Linked DNA regions of Mus musculus: region 1 is linked to region 2. Evidence: chromatin contacts called from public Hi-C data. All regions are on one chromosome and are shown on one strand. The core of a region is the stretch at or near the end of the contact, and the rest is flanking DNA. Distances in the headings are between cores, read along the strand shown. Region 1 overlaps Trerf1 (transcriptional regulating factor 1). Region 2 has its middle 44 kb from the start of Ubr2.

Region 1 (5,372 bases), core at 2,510-5,009, 280 kb before region 2:
GATTTTTCCTTACTAGGAGAGTAGACGATGCTGAGGAGACTGGATTCAAAATGGACTGGCCTATTTGAAGCAAGAACCAAAGCCTACGTGGTGAGGTGGGGGGAGGAGGGAGGCTTGCTGTGGTTTGGAGTGGTTTAACTGTGTATTTCTAGTCCTTGGTGTGCCGTTGTGGAGGAGGAGTGGTCCTCTGAGAGGGGAGGGCTGGCAGGAAGCCATTCCTAGCCCCTGTACCACCTGCTATGCTGTCATGATGCCCCTCCCCATAGGGCACCTAACCATGGACTTAAAAAAAAAACTATAGACAAAATACATCTATTTTCTATATGAAACACCCAACCTCGAACATTTCATTGTAGCAACAGAGCACGTAGGGCTCCTAGCTCTGGGTACATGAGGGCAGGTTCAACCACTGCAGTGGGTACATAGGTAGCCACAGTGCTCTTCTGTCTTCCAAATTTTCAACATCTCTGATTCCTGGATGGCACGTGGCTTGCCAGTGACAGTCCATCTCCCTTCTCAGATCTCTTTAAGCTGTGGCTTTCCTTAGTTTGTCTTATGGTGTAGCCCTGGCTGGCCTCTTACTCACAGACACCTATTTGCTCCTGCCTCCAAGGTCCTGGGTCCATAGGTGTGCGCCACCATTCCCGATGCCCACAGCATCTTTACTCCCAGCTAGGGGAAGGTCCAAGTTTTCCATTGTACTCTGGCCAATTGACAGGACATAAGCACAGGCAATCTGAACAGCATTTTCCATTCAAGCATATGAAAAATAAAAATCTGTGAATCAAGAGAAGCCTCTCTGGGTGGGCAGGCATCCTGGATTGCCGAGGGAGTACGTGGCTCAGTGATGTAAATGCAGGTGTCTGAAATAAACGCCCTTTGCCCATAAATCCTTGGTAGGTCTTCCAGCCAAAAGCTCAGGCTGTAGACTCTGTATAGACCATAGTCTGGCTGACTTTAAGATCACTTATTTCCACGGCTTTGCAAGGTTACACCCTTACAGTTTTGAAGACAATGTTGCACAGAAGCATCCTCTAATTTATAGGCACAATCTCAGCAGAGGAAGTAGCTTGAGATCTGGAACCCCTCAATTCATGGTCTGTGCAAACCACAGCAACTGTGTGTGCACGGAGGGTGGGAGGATAGGTAACATCTGTGCCTTCGTAGCCATCTCATAATATTCCTCAGATTTGACCAACATTCTGGGCCTTGGGGGAAGAGAGTTGCCAGCTCCTCTCCGCTGCTGGAGAGGGCCAAAGAGAACGAAGGCCGAGATCAAGCAGCCAGCAATTTAAGCTGGGTGATTAAAGAACAGTCCCAGCTGCTTTCAGGTGTCCATCAAAATAGTGACGAGGTAGCGGGGTCGGAAAGCCAGCGCCGGAAGCTCTGTCACAGCAGCTCGTATGGGAAGGGGGACATTGTGCTGCCCCCTGCAATTCAAGGATGGGTGGCCCTTGGATATAATATATTCCCTCAGATGGAGCATCAGGAGACGCTGATAATGCTCACCCCCAAGCCGATCAATGAACAGTCTCTTTGACTTTAGATTGTACATTTATCAGAGTTATTGCCACTCTGCCTGGAGACGTTGGCAGGGTTACTCAGCCTTCTCAAGCCATCAGCATCTCTATGGAGGCCATACTTAACTACTGCCCCTCACTGGGCTCACTATCAGTGCTGGTGCAAAGAGCAGGGCTGAGTTCCCAGCTCTGCTTACTTTTGAGACATCCATTACTTCAAGTGTCCACAAGGCTTGCTGGGCCGTCTGCTAGGCAGGAGTCCCCATACTTGAAGGAGGAGGGGGGAAAAAAAAGACCTCTTGGGGGTGTGCCTTGAGGTTGTTGCTCTGTAATGAGGTTTTCTGTCTCAGGTCTTCAGTTGTCCAGGAAAACAGTGGGATGGTGGCTCCCTTTCTTCTCTGTGTCACTCCTACTTTGAGGCTAGTGACAGAAAGAGGATGGCACTTGTACAGTCCTAGTAAGTATGAAAAGGATAGTGCTTGTACTCACGTGTGCATGCATCCAATAGGGCATGGCACACAACACATGGCCTCCAGAGACCAGGGACTGCTCACTGGGATTGAAGCTCCATCCTTGGGTCTTAGACTGAGTTCCTGGTATAGATAAATGACATCTGAGCACTCTCCCCAGATGGCTTCACTAGGCTGTGACCAAGGTTGATTTTAGCCAGGAGATCTTCTGCTGTGCATGTGCCCTGACAGTTCTTCCTTCCGGGACAGCACGGAAGTCCAATTCTTAGTTTCCTTACCCTTGGGCACAGGTGGCCAGTTCACTGTGACCAACACTGTTTGGTCATAAATAGGTGCTCAATAGATGCTCTGTGTCTCTACAAGTCACTTGAGGCAGATCCTGTATCAGCGCAGGCGATGGGACACACATTGTTCTTCTGATGTGTGGCCTCTTATGAGGCTGCCTGGCCCTGTTGGAACTCCTTGCTTGGTTTCTCAAAGCTCTGCCTCTCTCTGTAAGATCTCTGCCACCCTCCAGGCTGGCAAATGAGGTTAGTGGGCTGACATTCCCCCAGACTTACTTGTTCCACCTGGGGATTCCTGGCTATTGGGCTATTATCAGCAGGGGCCCTAACAAGCCGATTAAGGCTAATGACAAAGAGCCTAATTAACTGGATGAAATGGGCACTAGTATAGTATCCAGAGGCAAAATGCATGGAGCTTTGGTTGCTGGGAAACGGCCCTCTGGATGGTGGCTAATTTGGGGCCAATCTACAGCAAATCCAGGCAATTAAAAACAGACATTCCTGGGGCAGAGAAAACTTGGACACAGTATCTTTTTTAGAGGGTCTCTCTGGCTTCCTTTCAGGATTAAAAAAAACCAAACCACCTTTTATTGATGTCAGTATTGTGGTTACCACAGAAAGACATGCTCGCTGTAAAAAAAAACGGGAGCCTTTATGGCAGATTTTCAATGTCACACAGAATTATCTATAGCAAGAAAAGGTCAGATTTTTTTTTTTTCTTGGAATGTAGACTGCTGCCCAAGTTTCTTCTAGGTGCAGTAAGGAGGGACGGCTTCAATCTGAGCCCATATTTTGAGTTTGTCACCAAACATATTTTGCAAATGCTATGTCAGGCGAGGCAGGAGAATGTACTGACTTAGGTATAGTAGAAATCTACTATGTAGTAAAAATAAAACAAAATAAAAGCTTCCACAGCTGTGTTCTTTGCAAAGTAATTCTAGCCAAACACAGAATTCTGTCTCCTTATTAACTTTGGGCAGCTTCCAAGACGAGCCCAGACTTTGGAAAGGGTGTCTCGGGGCTGGTGAGATGGCTCAGTGGTTAAGAGCACTGACTGCTCTTCCAAAGGTCCTGAGTTCACATCCCAGCAACCACACGGTGGCTCACAACCACCAGTAATCACATGGTGGCTCACAACCACCCATAATGAGATCTGATGCCCTCTTCTGGTACGTCTGAAGACAGCTACAGTGTACTTAATTACAATAATAAATAAATATTAAAAAAAAAAAGAAAAAAGAAAGGGTGTCTCTCGCAGGTCTTATTTGTCTTTCAAAAGTCAAGGCAGACTTTGAAGCCCCAGTGGGTACTTGTGGTTGTGGTGGGACGTGACAGGATTCTTCGCTGTACCTTGCGAAGAAGCTAGATCTAACTCAACCACCCACAATCCCCTGCGCACATCTGCATAAAAGACCTGTTCAGTGGAGATATCACCGAAGCTCCAGCTGTCTGACTACAAGCTCCACGACTCCTCCATGTACAGTACACCCCACCCCCGATGTGAGTGCTTAAGCGAAACCACTGGCGAGGGACAGTGTGTCCCCGTGTAGACTGAGCACTGGGAGGCACTGCACAGCTGTTCTCTGAGGATGCTGCCTCTGAGGATGCTGCACAGGCTCTTGAACTTTGGCAGGCTGCCTTGAGGGCTGGGCCAGACGCCCACCTTGCTCACTGGTCCTTTGCCTCATGGCATTTCTCTCCTCCTGGTCCTGAGCGAGGGAGTAGAGTGTTTCCACAGGCTTGTATCTATCTGCCTAGGACCTCTGTCTAGCTGTCTTCCCTCCAGGGAACAGCACAGCTCGGATCTGACTTCCTTCCTTAGGTGTCACAGTTAGTTTTTGCTCAACTTGGCACACATTTTGACATACCAGTGGAAGAGGGAAGCTCAACGGAAAAACTGGCTCCATCAGATTGGCCTGTGGCCATGTCTGTGAGACATTTTCTTAATTGCTAATTGACGGTGGAAGACCTGGGCGTTTGGGGATGGTGCCATTCCTGGGCTGGTGAGCCTGGACTGTGTAAGGAAGGCGACTGAAGGAGCCAGTAAGCAAGCCAATCAGCTGTGGTCCTCTATGGGCTGCCTCAGACTCTGTTTCCTGATTCCTACCTTGGCTTCCCTCAATGGTGGACTATAAGCTCTAAGTCAAATAAACTCTTTCCTTCCCTTGGTTGGTTTTAGTCTGTGTTTTATCACAGCAATGAAGACCAAACCAGACTAGGAGCCTAAAGGGAAATTCCAGGAGTCAGATGGGTCTAGTTCTCAGGCTGGAAGCCAAAAGGGAACTTGAGGGTAGGTGTTCCAACGAGGGAGAAATTGAGCTGACCGTCCAACTGGGAGTAATAGAAAGGCTCTGGGCACAAAGGCCGAGGCAGGACAGGGCTATGATGGGACAGGATTCAGTGACCCCCCCCAGGAATCATATACAGGGGGTTTCAGAGTATGGCATGGTGGCTGGGACAAAAGATGTAACGAACTCAGTTATCTCCCTTTTTTTGTTGTTGTTGTTGTTTTTGTTTTTCGAGACAGGGTTTCTCTGTGTAGCCCTGGCTATCCTGGAACTCACTCTGTAGACCAGGCTGGCCTTGAACTCAGAAATCCGCCTGTCTCTTCCCATGTCTTGATAGGCAGCTGTCAAAGATCTGGAATTGTATCTGACTTCAGGGACCAGTGTCTTCATCTGCTCACAACACTAGAATATTCTTGGAGGCTTGGCTTGTAATCACTTGGAGAAGAAGGCAACTGACTGGTAACCCCCCTCTTCGGGTCTCCAAGGGCTGAAATGATTTCAGAAAGCAAGAGTTTTTCCTAAGGTATTTGAGAGGGAAGAAGTTGGGGGAATGGATAATCTAGCAATACTCCATCCGAAAAGCTTAATGGGCCTCAGCAGACTTTCAACATTCTTGGTAACATTTTCATGTTTTGTTTTGCTTGGGGCTGGAGGTGCTCTATCCCATGGCTTCCTGGTCTTTTGTGTCATGATGCACATAAAAAGTGCATAGTTCTTGTTTACCACACTGGGAACAACTGGAGAGGATCGTGTCCTGGATGAAGAGGCTCACTGCTGGCCACAACCAACCCCGAGGTTCTGTTGAGGCGG
Region 2 (5,284 bases), core at 706-3,205:
TGCCCATAATGGTGGGGATGGCATGGAGAGGGAGGAGCCTGAGACCGCATCCTAATCGCACACTGGAAGCCGAAAGAGCAAGCAGGAAGTGGAGTGAGGCTATAAATTCTCCAAGCCCTCCCCCAATGACGTACTTCCTTCTGCAAGGCTCCACCTCCCAAAGTTCCCTCCACCAATAGAGAACCAAGTATTTAGATACATGGGTCGGGGGGGGGGGGTCTCATTAAAGCCACCAGAAGGCCACACTGTGCCATCCAAGCCACTCTCAGATTCCTAGGCTCACGTGATCATCTTGTCTCAGTCTCCCAAGCAGCTAGGGTGACAAAAACATACCACCAAGTTCAGCTGCCCTACATCTTGCCAAAACTAAATCGTTTTTCTGGATGTGGGACTTTCAGACTAAACTGGGAGATGTCCAAAGCAAACGGGACCAAGGAGTCACTGTGGCTGTCAGGTTCTTCGGACTGTGTGGGAGACATGTGCAGTTCACACAGGGATGCCGGGCTGTGTGTGGAGTCACAGTCGATGCTCTTGTGAGTGGATGTGTGTGCTGAATTGTCCTCTAGGGAACCCTGGTGTGCTAGAATCGTGAAGAAAAGTTGGATTAGGCACTGGGGAGTTGGTTCGCTCTGGAAAGTGTATGCCATGCAGGCATGAGGACCAGAGTTCGGATTCTCGTCACAAACATAAAAACCAAGGCTCTGGTATAGCTCCAGGCTCTCAGGGATTGGGCAGAGACAGGAGGATCCCTGGGGCTCCCTGGCCAGCCAGGCTAGCCAGGGAGCCCCAGGTTCATTTAAAGATTCTGTCTGAAAGAATAATAAGGTAAGAGGCTGGTGGGATGGGTCAGTGTATAAGGGTGTTCATCACCAACTGGGATAATATGAGTTGAATCTCTGAAGCCCAATGGGGGAATCTCTTCTGGCCTCCTAGTGCACTGTGGCATGCAAGGTCTACAAACATGTATGTATGTATGTATGTATGTATGTATGTATGTATGTATGTATGTTTGCACCTGTGCTCTCTCTCTCTCTTTCTGTCTCTCTCTCTCTCTCACACACACACACACACACACCCCAAATAAATGAATAAATAAGCATTTAAAATTTTTTAAGGGCCGGTGAGATGGCTCAGTGGGTAAGAGCCCCCGACTGCTCTTCTGAAGGTCCAAAGTTCAAATCCCAGCAACCACATGGTGGCTCACAACCATCCATAATGAGATCTGACTCCCTCTTCTGGTGTGTCTGAAGACAGCTACAGTGTACTTACATATAATAAAAATAAATCTTAAAAAAATTTTTTTTAAGGTGGAGAAGCAATTGAAGAGGGTACCTGACACCTGCCTCTGGCCTACACATGGGCACTCTGTGCGCACAAGAATGTCTCTCCGCACATACACAAGTGCATGTGAAATGAAAGGAGTCTGCTTTAGCAGAGGAGTGGAGGTACTTGACAAGACTGAAGAACTGGAAGGACCGGTATGGACCGGGATTCCAGATTTCAGGAATCAGAGAGGCACTGTAGGGCAGAGACCCAGCCCCCAGCCTGGCAAGATAGAGTCCTGGTACCACGGGCTTGGGAACCAGAATCAGGTTTCAAGCAGAAAATCTCCTTAGGGACTAAGGCTCAGGGTATCGCTCGGCTCTGGAGTTTCCAAGAGTGAACAATTAGGAATGGAGAGATGCACTAAGAGGCTCTGTCCTAAAGCCTCAAAGAGGGCTACCAAGATGGTTCTGTGGATAAAGGTGCTTGCTACCAAGCCTGACAACCTGAGTTCGATTCTGAGGACCCACAGAGTGGAAAAGAAAGAACCGGCTCCCTCAAGTTGTCCTATGACCGCCACATTCATGGACGCATAAATAAATAATAAATAAATAAGGCATTCATGAGACCATGTGAAAAATCACACACAGCCAGCCTGGTTCTCCTTTCCTTAAGCTGCCTGCCTGCCAGTGCTAATTTTAGTGTCAGGGCAGTCTAGAGAAGCGGCTCCCACCGGTTCCTGCCAGTTCAGACTGCGCATTGTTCTTTCGTTTCCTGAAATATCTAACTTTGCATTTCTTTAAAAAAAAATACTACCCCCAATATGCATTGGGATAAAATTAGATCATGAAGAAAAATGTAACGACGAAAGCAAAAGTTCCTGCAATTGCTCTCGATTTAACTGGCTGTTGACGTTTCTGTGTTCTGTCCCGCTCATAGGGAGCCACTGACTTTGTCTCTGGAAGTTCAACTGTGTGTGATTTCTTTTGGGAAGGGTGAGGTATAAGGGTTCCACAGTACTAGCCAACCAGACTGGCATGGCATCTGAGATCGTCCCAGCTCAGCCTTCCAAACGCTGGCATTCTGGCGTGCATCACCACATTCGACTCCAAATGTCATTTTTGGATGGTGGGCGGGGTGGGGTGGGGGTTGTTTGTTTGTTTGATTGCTTGTTTGTTTGTTTGTTTGTTTGTGTGATTGTTTCATTTTGTCTTGAAACAGGATCTCAAAGTGATACAGTCTGGCCTCAAACTCACTATGCAACTAATCGGCCTTAACTCTCTTCCGGTCTGTCTCTCAAGCTAGGGTTACAAACATGTGACATTATGCCTGGCTTGCTAAATGCCTTTTCTAACTGAGTTGGTTGGTTGGTTGGTTAGTTAGTTGGTTTGTTAGTTAGTTGGTTAGTTAGTTGGTTAGTTACATACTTATTTAGTTAGTTGAAACACAGTCTCCTATAGGTCTGCCTGCCCTCAAACTTGCACAGTAGCTGAAGTTAACCTTGAACTCCTCATCCTTCTGTCTCCACCTCTCAAGTTCTGGAAGCCTGCATCACCCTACCCCACCTTAATATATTGTTTTAACATAACATTTGCTGAAAACTTTTTCCGCCTCAATAAATAGTATCTATATCAGCATCAGATGCCAGCTCACCAGAACCTAGTCTTATCTGGGAGATGGAATTCTGGCCATGCCTGTCAAGGGCGGGCTTGATTGAGTTAATGTGAGAAGACTCTTCCTAACCATGGGTGGGAGTGTTCCCTAGGCAGCGGATCCTGGACTACACAGAGCGGAGAACAGTGAGCTAAGTCGTGGCCAGCATACACACACACTGCTTCTCCGCTGTGCATGGGATGCAGCCAGCTCCTCCGAGCTCCAGGTGCCTTGGCTTCCCCCACTCCTCCTGCTCCATGGCAGTCTGTAACTTGAGCTGTGAGTCTGAGTAAACCTTTCTCCCTTAAGTTGCTTTTGTTAGAGTATTTAACAACAGCAACAGGAAAAGAAGCTAAGATACATACTGTTTCCTTAAACTGACAGTCAAAATAAGGGTACAACAGTCCCTCTAGGGTTCACTGGGTTCTGAGTTATGAACTTGCCTTAGCCCTCCCTTCAATAAATATAACTGAAAGGACAGTGTCTACATCTATTCTTTTGAAGATTTATTATTTTATTTATGTGTATGTGAGTGTGCATGTTCCTGTGTATATGCAGGTGCCCCCAGAGACCAAAGGAGAGCATCAGATCCCCTGGAGCTGGCATTACAGGCACTTTGTGAGTTGCCACATGTGGGTGCTGGGAACCAAACTCTGGCTGTCCCCTGCATGAGCAGGAGGTGCCCTTGACTTAAGAGCCATGTCTCCTAAATTTATTTTTAGCTGACACATTTAGAGATTAAGAGGCAGATCCTGAAGCCTGGCATGGTGGCACACATCTTTAATATCAGCACTGGGGAGGCAGAGACAGGTTTGGTAGGTTTGAGGGCAGTCAGGTCTACATAGTGAATTCCAGGATAGCCAGAGCTAATAGTGAGACCCTGTTTATAGATAGATAGATAGATAGATAGATAGATAGATAGATAGATAGATAGATAGATAATTGATAGATAGATAGATAGATAGATAGATAATTGATAGATAGATAGATAGATAGATAGATAGATAGATAGATAGATAGATAGACAGACAGACAGCAGGTTCTAGAGTTTGGTTGCCTGGATTCAAATGCTTTCTTTTTCAGCTCTTTTCTTTCCTTTCTCCAGCTGTTCATTTTCATCTGAAAATAGGAACCATAGTGAGGTCTACAGGGTAAGATTGCCACAAGGACCCCTTTTGCGTGCCCAACAGGTTTAGCAGAGCTTCTGAGTTAGAGTGGCCATTCCCAGAATACCTTCTGTAATTATATTGCCTTCTCCAAAAAGCTTCGGCCAATGTTGATTCATTGAGGGTAAAAAATCAAGTCCCCTGGTGTTCTCATAGGATCTATCTAACTCTTACATAAAAGTTTTTAAATGGTAGTGCATGCTGGGTTTCCCAATTTGCCTGCACTATGAGCAATTTCTCCTGGGGACTAAGGGTTATCATTCCCTCAAACAGGTTCTGTCTGCCTAGTGGTCAAGAGACTAAATTGACAGCCTTTAACCCTGTGAGAGAACTGAGCTCATTGACCTGGGATAGCAAGTTTGACAAAATTTGTCCTTTAATTAAAGGGATAGTGAGTGCTCAAATGCATGTGTGTGCATGACTGAGTGCTAGAGAGAGAGAGAGAGAGAGAGAGAGAGAGAGAGAGAGAGGTTTTTTGGTGCTTTTTGAGACAGGGACTCATAACCAAAGTGGATTATATAACCAGGGATGACCTTGAACCTCTGACCAACACGCCCCAAATTCTGAGATTACAGTCATGCACCACCACATCCTTTCAACTTCTCTTTTTAAATGAAAATTTATAATTTAAACAGTAGCACCACCCTCAAGTCCTCCTCGTCCTCCTCCCCTTCTCCTCCTCCTCCTCCTCCTCCTCCTCCTCCTCTTCCTCCTCCTTCTGGTGGTGGTATTGTTTCAAGACAAGATTTGTCTGTACATCCCTAGGTGTCCTGGAACTCACCCTATAGAACAGGCTGGCCTTGAACTCAAAGATTCAGCCACCTCTGCCTTCTGAGTGCTGGGATTACAGAAGCTAGGAGGTGCCCCGCCCCCTCCCAGTGGACCTCTGCTTTCTAAAAGGCCCTAACTTGCTTTCCCAAACAACTAGTTTGTCCCCAGGGAAAAAAAGATGGCACATCTGGCTGGAGCAGTGGCCCTCAGTCACCACAGAACATTAGAGTACACCTCAATCAGAGCTTCTGGAAAGATCCAGGTTGAGCTGCACAGGTGCACAACTAACCCTGGAGATTTTTCAAAGTCCTCAGGGGGCTGCGGTGGTCAGCAGAAGCCTTGAGGTCCAGTAGGCTACAGGAGACAGGGGCACTCTCAAACCCAGCTTTATGTTTTGTTTTGTTTTGTTTTGTTTTGTTTTGAGGCAGGGC

Evidence for each region. A called contact is a pair of places that touch in the nucleus more often than the background predicts.
Region 1: a Hi-C map of cerebral cortex shows a contact between it and region 2, with 2.3 times the contacts expected there. The contact joins two enhancer-like sites. A contact is called at or near these places in 2 of 39 promoter capture datasets (HPC-7-derived erythroid cells and hippocampal neurons), 36 of 484 Hi-C or Micro-C datasets (the AML12 cell line, B cells, the C2C12 cell line and 29 more), 4 of 115 datasets of contacts at active chromatin or transcription factors (the HPC-7 cell line, bone marrow-derived macrophages, embryonic basal ganglia and 1 more) and 1 of 9 other capture datasets (embryonic stem cells).

The regions. Positions count from the first base shown.
Region 1 is chr17:47,330,873-47,336,244 of GRCm38.p6, reverse strand. All of the region lies in intron 11 of Trerf1 (transcriptional regulating factor 1), which reads right to left. Among named protein-coding and RNA genes, the nearest start is that of Mrps10, 35 kb to the left of the region's middle. Within about 2 kb of position 3,759, at least 49 of the 459 cell types and tissues checked have an H3K27ac peak or open chromatin away from gene starts, as enhancers often do. A contact at or near this core is called in cerebral cortex and granulocyte-monocyte progenitors, where this site is marked.
Region 2 is chr17:47,051,517-47,056,800 of GRCm38.p6, reverse strand. No RefSeq gene overlaps it. Among named protein-coding and RNA genes, the nearest start is that of Ubr2, 44 kb to the right of the region's middle. Within about 2 kb of position 1,955, at least 59 of the 459 cell types and tissues checked have an H3K27ac peak or open chromatin away from gene starts, as enhancers often do. A contact at or near this core is called in cerebral cortex and granulocyte-monocyte progenitors, where this site is marked.